Linked DNA regions of Mus musculus: region 1 is linked to region 2. The links are chromatin contacts, called in public promoter capture Hi-C maps. All regions are on one chromosome and are shown on one strand. The core of a region is the stretch at or near the end of the contact, and the rest is flanking DNA. Distances in the headings are between cores, read along the strand shown. Region 1 holds the start of Slc43a1 (solute carrier family 43, member 1). Region 2 holds the start of Serping1 (serine (or cysteine) peptidase inhibitor, clade G, member 1).

Region 1 (4,456 bases), core at 1,877-4,376, 65 kb before region 2:
CCAGACCCAACCACACACCCACTTTCAAGTAACTCAAAACATCAAGTCGGGACCTCGTAAGTCCAAGGATCAACACTTAAAAGCCCAAACCACAAAACTAAGAAAACACAGGTGCAAATTTTTGTGACTTCAAATTTAGCCAACGGTTTCTTAAACAGGATGGTGTAGCAGAATAAGAGTTAGGCAAATGAAATTTTACCAACATTAAAAAGGATACACACCAGAAAAAAAAAGAAAAGAAAGAGAACTATATGAAGGACTTAGATCAGGTAAAGAACCCTGACAGGTCAATAATGAAAAAGAAAGACCTAGGCATATGGCTCAGTAGTAGACTGTGCATTCGCTTAGCAGTATAAGGCCCAGGGTCCAATCTCTGAATAAATAAACAAGCAAATAAAACAACTTAAAAAGGGAAGAAGAAGCTGACTAGATGTTATTCCAGAGAATATGCCAACAAAAACACATGAAAAAACATTCAACCTCAGTAGCCATTAGGGAAATGCAAATTAAAAAAGACAGTCAACAACCAAAGCTGAGGTTGTGGAGAAGGTGGAATCCCTCATGCACTGCGGGTGAGAATTTAAAATGTGGTTATCATTTTGGAAAACATTAAAGTTACCTTCATGACCCAGCATATCCACTCCAAAATAAATACATAAACACGGGAGTATTAGCCTTAATAACCCAGATGCCCATTAACTAATGAAGAAAATGTAGTCAGTCCACATGGTAGAGAACTACTCTGCTATTAAAAACAACAACAACAACAACAACAAGGCTTATATGTGGAACAAGGATGAACCTAAAAAAAAAAAAAATATTATGCTGAGTGAAAGAAATCAGCCACAAAAGACAAAATTCCGTTTATAGAAAACGTAAAAAAGAAAACATTCCAAATGGGTATAGCTGGTATTTGTCATAGCCAATCTCTGACAGAAAGCAGACAAGTGGTTGCCTAGAGAGAGAACAGAGAGCTGGTGTTGGTCATGGTACAGTGTGGCTTTTGGGGATACGTATATGCTCTAAAATTTGTGGGGATGAGTATAAAACACTGGATATTCTTGAAGCTACTATATTGTATGTTACAAATAAGAGACTTATACATATCCCAGGCCCTTAAAAGTTCTGGGGGGGGGGTGGAAATGTTGTAAATATTGACTTGTGATAATTACTAGAGTGTATATATTTATCAAACATCATCAAAATGTACAAGGTAAATCAATTTCTCCTAAAGAATTCTTAGTGAAAGCCTATTACCTCCAAGTACAGAAGACAGGGAGAAGCCACTGGATGGGTTATAGCAGACATCAAGGCCACCAGACAACAAAGGGATGGTGCTCTCTAGTCTCCAGAGAAAGCTCAGAGGGATTTGAATCTCCTGTGGGTGGGGGTCCCTAAGGACCCACCTGGTCCTCTCAACCATCCTGAAATGCAAGCCTATCATTCCATTTCAGACTTCTTCCTCAAGGAATCCACCCTGCCTTCCTAGGCCTCACACTAACTCCATCATCTCCAGCCCCAGCCCTCTGTAACTGGGGCCAGGCACCTGGGCTGAGTGCCATAGCTGGGTGCAACCCACTGCTTCCTTAGAGATAACTTCAGCAGGGGTGGGGCAGCCCCACAGTATAGCTGGAGCTGCAAGTAAGGATAGATATCAAGACCTCCTCACCTCCACCCTCAAGGAAATGGTTTTCCATCCTCCCACACTCACAGGCTAAGCAATGAGGCAACAGGTTGAGCTGAAGAGTCAGGAGAAGCCAGAAGGACATTCACATGTGTGTTGAGACTTAGTCATCCAGGGAACTGATGTTACTATTGTTTCTAGGTAATGGACACTCAATTTGCAAGGAACTCACTGGTTAAATGAGATGGAAGCCGGGATTCCAATCCCTGTTGGCCTTCTTTCCACAACAAGGATGTGGGGAAAGAGACAGGAGAGACATCAAACTGCACACCACACAGCCCCTTCACTGAGCACAACACTCTCCTTTCCAGAAAAGAAAAATATCCACCAAGTCCCAGTCACTAAGTGAGGCGCTCCCTCCCTGACGGACAGATGCAGACAGGCAGCCTCTGGCTGCACTAACTATTCTCAAAGAGTTTAGAATTCCCACTCCAGGTCCGGGTCACTTTACACAAGACCAAGGTGATTGGTGTGGAAAACAGAAACAAACGCTCCACAAATATCCATTCTAGAGGAAATAAGGCTTTTAACTTTGTACAAAAGGGATGATTTGTAGACCTGGGAACTCCAAGGTCCTGAAAAGACCAAGAGTATAGGTCCTTCACGTCCATTCTCCAGTTTGTGTACTTCTGTTTGATCTCATTAAGAACTCTCTGTGTATTGGTGATGTAGTTCAATGCTTGCTAGCACACACACACAAAAGACCTGTTTAACTTGAGCATTCCTTATCCAGGTAGGTGCAGAACTTCTAAGAGTCTACGGACTACTCTAGACAGAAGGTTGTCATAGGCAATCAGTCTCAGGATATGTATGCCTAGTGGGACTTTGGCTTTCACTCATCACTGAATCAGAGAATCCTGACAGAGTGGCACCTGAAGTTTGAAGAGATCATGAAGTGAGGCTGTCCAATTCCTAGCTGCCCAGTGTTCCGGTCTTGGGCAGCCCTGCTTTGTCGCTTTGTCTCTGCCTGACCACCTGTCCTTGTTTTCCAACTTCCTGCCTCCTCCTTCTACCGTCCCTCGCGGTCTTCACCTCCCACCCCCACACCCTTCTCAGATATACCTGGGCACAGGCTGGAATAGAAGCCTTCCTTCTTGAGCATGATCAGCAGGGAGGCCCAGCCCAGGAGCACCGCGGAGAAGAAGAGGTTCTCCACCACAGCGGTGCAAGCCATCCACCAGCGCCTGCGGTACGCCTGCTTCAGCGTGGGAGCCATGGTGGCCGAGACTCTGCAGAGAAACAGAGCGCTCAGAGAAGGGCTTCCTAGCGGCCCTTGGGAAGGGTACTCCATCATGGTGGCTCCTGAGACCCCTGGAGCCAAAGAGATGGAGCCTTCATGGAGGCCCCATAGAGCCCGGTGCTGCGGAGCTGGCTCCGCGCGCTCTGGCAGTGCCAGGAGCGAACGCGCCACTGGCCCGCAGGGCGCTATCAGGAACCAGAAAGGTCTGGTCTGAGCGAAGCAACTTCCTGGCGCGCTGCCGGGCTTGCCTACCCGAGCCAGGGCGCCCCGATCCCGCTCCAGGAGACAACCCCCCAAGTTCCCAAAGTCTCTCAAAGTCACCAAGGGGCACACCGTGCTCTGTAGCCACCTCTGGCCCACAGCTAGCCAGCCTCTAGGCACCAGATCGGATTCTCAGAAGCGAGCAGGAGGCGGAAAGGGAAGTCTGGGGCTACCCCGAGACCCTCTATTCTAGTTACGCCTTTCATTCTACTCCTCCTCTCCAGAGCCCGGGTAGAAAACTTCCTCCCGCCTGACACAGCCGGCGGCGCTCGTCCTGTCTCCTGGGCCAATCCCACGGCTGCCACGTGGAGGGAGACCCTGGGCGGGCCCCGTGGCGCCTCCGCGCGCCCCTCATTCCGCCGCGCGCCTGGGAACGCGCCAGCCCCTCTGTCCCTGGGAGGGGGCTTGGGCTCCGGCAGGAAGTCCGGTGCCTGCAGACTTTATAAGGACATACTTTATAAGGAGGCAGATGGGGTGGCCGGCGGGCGGGTGTGTTTACCAGAGGGAACGAAGAAACCCGAGCCCTCCAGGGCCGCGGTAGCCACCGCCAACAAGGGAGGCGATCTGACCCGGGGACCCGAAGCAAGACCCGGGCGAGCCTAGAGGAAATGATCAGGGGAAGAGCAAACAAGAAAGACGAAGAGAAAGAGACCCTTCTCTAGGGGGTGGCCCAGCCCCTCATCTGTGAAACGGGGCTTTTGAATCAGGGATCCCCGAGGTCCCATCCTATAATGACAACCGTGGTTCTAAACAGAGTGGAAGAGAAGAAGGGGAGAATGAAGGGGTCGGACAGAGGGAACAATGTGCCCAGAGACTCAGGTAACGGACGCTTCACAGGGACCTGCAAGTGTGGCTGGGTGACTTTGAGCTGCGCTAGCTGCTCACCTGTCCCCGACAAACTTGCCTCCCGCAGCTGTTGACACCCGGAGTAACACAGAGTCTCCCCGGCGCTTCCACACTCCGGATCTCCTGAGACCCAGGATCCCAATTCCAAATCGCATCCACGCGGGGTGTCTTCCCTGCGTGCCAGACCCAGCGGGCCTCGGAACCGCCGGTCTCACCTCGTCTGCGCCCTCGAAAGAAGCAGTGGATCTGGGAACCGTCCTGGCGCCACAGATAGGTGAAGCCGGGAAGCCAGGGCATGGACTACGCGATCTGCGGAGTTGATAGCTGTATTTACAGGCGTTGGGAGCAGCGCCCCAAGGTGGGGGCGGGGGTTCCCGTCCTTCCCCACCCCTTAGGTCGAGTTTCATGCACACGTGACTCGCCTG
Region 2 (4,457 bases), core at 37-2,536:
CCACTTCCCAGAATCCTCAGCTCCTCATGCCTCAAGGCCATCAGTTGGAGCCTGGGGTACAAAGTAGAATTTGCCTGCAGCTCTGAGATTATGGAAACTCCCTACAGTTTAGCAGCTCCTGGAGTGGTTACAGAAAATGAAGCAGCCGGGCGTGGTGGCGCACGACTTTAATCCCAGCACTCGGGAGGCAGAGGCAGGCAGATTTCTGAGTTCAAGGCCAGCCTGGTCTACAGAGTGAGTTCCAGGACAGCCAGGGCTATACAGAGAAACCCTGTCTCGAAAAACCAAAAAAAAAAAAAAAGCACAGAGCGAGGTAGAAGACTTTTCTAAGGTCCGAGGGAAGATATGAATGCTCTCCTCTCCTTGAGTATCGGATCTCCAGCTACAAACAAACTTTCCCGAAAGAGGCGAAGGCAGGAAGGGTCAGGCCTACAGTTAGACAGTCGCAGAACTTCACAAGCTACAGCGCGTTTCCAGGGAGAACAGCCTGCTTTTGCAGAAGACGTTTGATCCAAAAAAAAAATTCAGACTGCTCAGTCAAATTTGAATTTTAGATACAAAACAAATGGCAAAAAGTTTTATCACCAGCATATTACAAGATTGCATGGAATTTACTTAAAATTCAAGTCTAACTGGGCTCCTCCTTGCCAGGGTCTCCCACAATAGGCCTATGGTGACAACTCAACCACAAAGACATGTACCTCAGAATTTGGTCTTTTGGTTTGGGGGCTGGTTTGGGGTTAATGTTCTGTTTCGGTTGTTGGTTTTTGTGGTTGTTTTGCTTTGTTGTGCAACTAAGGGGTTGAAGCCAGGGCTCGGCTGGAAACTGGAGCCGGTGATTACGTGTAGGAATGGGGAAGATCCAGCAGCCATTAGGTTTTTAGGAGATTCGGGCCCAAGGCTGGCATATCTCCAAATGAGAGCAATGGAAGGCCATTTAACTACTTCTAAGGCTTGGCCTATTTCTAAAGGCTTGCTTTACCCATTAATCTCAAAAAGCTCATCCATTGTCAAACCTTAGGCACGTTGTGTGCTTCTTCTGCCTTTATCTTGATCCACAAAACACTAAGATCACTAAGAGCGTCACTCAAGCTTCCTTATCCCAACCGGTCACATCCTACCCCATTCCAAGAGGAACTCCGGGCTAACTGGCCCACAGTTCGAGACTCGTCCCATCCGTCCCATCCGGATTTACAGGAACTCACACTAGCAATCAATCATCCTTAATTTTTAACTGGGCTGTGTCCTAAACCAGCCAATAGCTGAGAGTGCCCCCCCCCCACACACTGATTCTCTGCGACTGTCTGCTCAGTCTGTCCTGAAGCTGCCTAGTGACCAAGAACTTGGACCAGGTTTGGTAATAGGGGGCTTTGGGAGGAACACAAAGTTAAAGAGGGCTTGGCAGGGAGATCTCCAGCCTCCTTATCCCGTTTGTTATTTCTGTAGTTTCCATACACTTGATTCTACTTGAGCTTTCCTCCTCCTCCTCCTCCTCCTCCTCCTCCTCCTCCTCCTCCTCCTCCTCCTCCTCCTCCTCCTCCTCCTCCCCCCTCCCCCTCCTCCTCCCTCAAAGCTGTGAGCTGTGCTGCCCAGCTCGCCCTGGCCTCCTCCTGCAGCCTCTGGCTTATTGTTCTGTTAAGCGGAGCAGGGAGATTGAACAGATGGGCCGAGACCTGGGCGTGAAGGGAGAGAAGGGCCAGCCGGTGCCGGGAAAGCGAAGCGGTTTGGGGAAAACAAAACAGAGGGCGGAGACAGAGAGAAGGTTGCCCCAGAGGGAGGAGGAGAGAACACACCCTGGAAGGGTCGAGGCCTGGAATGGAATGGGGGCGGGCCCGGGAATGGGGTGGACCCCTGAGCTCCTAGGCTCCAAGGCTGGCTCTGAGGCTAACTGGCTTCGTAGGACGCAGCTGACATCGCTGCCCAGATGGCCTCCAGGCTGACCCCACTGACCCTCCTGCTGCTGCTGCTGGCTGGGGTAAGTGGTCCCCCTGTGAGGGGGTGGGGTGGGGGTAGGAGTGAGAATTAACTCTTCAGGTCTTGGTGAAGGAGGGAAGCCTCTCCAGGGAATCTTAAGTTCGAGTCTTGAACTAGCGTTAGACCAGGGTCTAGAGGGACTGGGTTGTCTATTGGAAGGTTCGTTAGCTGAATGACCTTGGGCAGGACCCTTTTCTGGGCTTCCTTAATCCACTATGTAAAAAGGAGAATACATAGACCCATCAGCCAGGCTTAGATGGGTCATAGAAGGGAAGATGAAGAACAAGCCCAAGTTGTGAAAAACAGACACCCTCCACCCCTGGTGCTGCTGTGATGGTCTCTTCTAAGCTAGGGTCTGTAGAAAGCGGGATGCAAGGAGGAAAGCTAGCAGACAGACCTGGACCCGCACCACGGTTAAGAACACTGTGGTCCCGGTAGCCAAGTAGGACAGGGATAACAAGTCAACTAATGAAAACTGTGAGCGCTTGCTTACGGTGGATGAGCAGTGGACTATGCTGGAAGCTGGCATCCTGGGTGACACTGGGTAAGGAGCTAGTTAGCACATAACGTCTAGTTAAGCAAGGGATCTGGATTTTACACACTTTCCTTCCCACTTCTGAATATACTGCCACATAAGGAGATTCTCCTGTCTCCACTTCCCAAAGGCCCAGAAGACAGGGGTTACCTAGCCCCCACTGTCTCTTCCTTTCCTTTTGGAATACTAATTGTTTTCAGTTCCCACTGGTGCACTGCATTCACTCTTGGAAAATCCACAGTCCTAAAATAAGACTCACAATTGCACTAGTCTGGCAAGTGAGTCAAAACAAATTGATATTTACAAGAAAACAGCTACTTGCACGGCGGTCACTGGACACAGATAACTGATAACCAAAATCAGAATTGCCTCGTATCTCCTGCAGAGAATTCCCCCAGCATTGCCTATTTCTGAAGGAATTGTGGGGTTGGTCCAAGGTTTCACCTGCCAGGTTATACCAGGAGCAACTGGGATGATATGTTCCAATCATCTCTTCTTGCTTGGAATGGTTGAGGGAACTGTGGCTCACCAGGAAATGAAACACTGCTTCTTGAACCACAGGATAGAGCCTTCTCAGATCCCGAAGCTACCAGCCACAGCACCCAGGATCCACTGGAGGCTCAAGCGAAAAGCAGAGAGAGCTTCCCTGAAAGAGATGACTCCTGGAGTCCCCCAGAGCCTACAGTACTGCCCTCTACCTGGCCAACAACCAGTGTAGCCATCACAATAACAAATGACACCATGGGTAAAGTAGCCAACGAGTCCTTCAGCCAGCACAGCCAGCCAGCTGCTCAGCTACCCACAGATTCTCCAGGACAGCCCCCTCTGAATTCTTCCAGCCAGCCCTCCACTGCCTCAGATCTTCCCACCCAGGCTACTACTGAACCCTTCTGCCCGGAGCCGCTTGCTCAGTGCTCTGATTCAGACAGAGACTCCTCAGAGGCAAAGCTCTCAGAGGCTTTGACAGATTTCTCTGTGAAGCTCTACCACGCCTTCTCAGCTACCAAGATGGCTAAGACCAACATGGCCTTTTCCCCATTCAGCATTGCCAGCCTCCTCACACAGGTTCTTCTTGGTAAGACTCTGACTTCTGTCCAGGCTGTAAGGGGGACGCTTTCATGGGGATCACCAACCACAGACCTTCTGCGAGGCTGTGCCTCCAGAAAGAAGCTGTAAAATGGGCTACATAGTAGGGGTGATAGGCCTTCACTCTTGAACATGGTTTCATTTAACAGTGATTTAATTAGGTACTATTACTTATATTTTTGGTTGTGAGCTTCACCTTTAATGACTGAGCTATCTCTCTGGCTTGTACAATTGCTTATAAACTAAACCCCTATGGATTCATTAATGATATATAAAATAAGGTCCCAGTCACCAATCATGGTTCAAAGCAATGGAAGGTACTAAGAGATGAAATCCCCAGAGATAGACCTAAGATAGAATCACATGATACACTTTCTAGCTACGAAATCGTGGACATCACTTAACCTCTCTTGACTGTGGCTTATTACCACAGTCATGTAGGGAGGTGAAAAGCCTCTGTCTTCAGGAGAGTGACTCATCTGGGAAAAGGCAATTACCAATTACCACAGGCAGTGGAGAGAGAGGTATGACACTCGTCATACCCCAACAAGGAAAATTCCAGAAAGACTCCTAGAGACTGCACGTACAAGATCCCTTCTCCTGACATCCCCAAATCCTAATGTCCCACCATAGCTGGTAGCTCCCAACTCTCCAGGCATGATAACTAGACTGTCCTCCTCAGACAGCCTCAAAGTCTCCTGGGAGGTCCTTTCTAGCCAGTTGGTTTCAATACATTAATTTTAGCTGGAATCTTGCATTCATCTTTCATTTATTAGCTCTGTGGCATTAGATACATTAGTAACATAATCCCTGAAATTTCAGGGTCCTCCTCTATATAATAAGAACATGAGTATCCTGTGCA

The links. Promoter capture Hi-C pulls out the DNA fragments that hold promoters and counts their contacts.
Region 1: a contact with region 2 is called in a promoter capture Hi-C map of embryonic stem cells. The contact joins the promoter of Slc43a1 here to the promoter of Serping1 in region 2. A contact is called at or near these places in 3 of 39 promoter capture datasets (embryonic stem cells and liver), 1 of 484 Hi-C or Micro-C datasets (nephron progenitors) and 3 of 115 datasets of contacts at active chromatin or transcription factors (CD8 T cells and embryonic stem cells).

The regions. Positions count from the first base shown.
Region 1 is chr2:84,839,296-84,843,751 of GRCm38.p6, reverse strand. Slc43a1 (solute carrier family 43, member 1) reads right to left here and starts at 3,126. Exons shown (of 14, transcript NM_001083809.1): 1 at 2,747-3,126. The coding sequence starts at 2,978. It overlaps D930003E18Rik (RIKEN cDNA D930003E18 gene), which reads left to right and starts at 3,544. Exons shown (of 2, transcript NR_165656.1): 1 at 3,544-4,004; 2 at 4,099-4,456.
Region 2 is chr2:84,772,258-84,776,714 of GRCm38.p6, reverse strand. It overlaps Serping1 (serine (or cysteine) peptidase inhibitor, clade G, member 1), which reads left to right and starts at 1,286. Exons shown (of 8, transcript NM_009776.3): 1 at 1,286-1,352; 2 at 1,901-1,975; 3 at 3,071-3,584. The coding sequence starts at 1,925.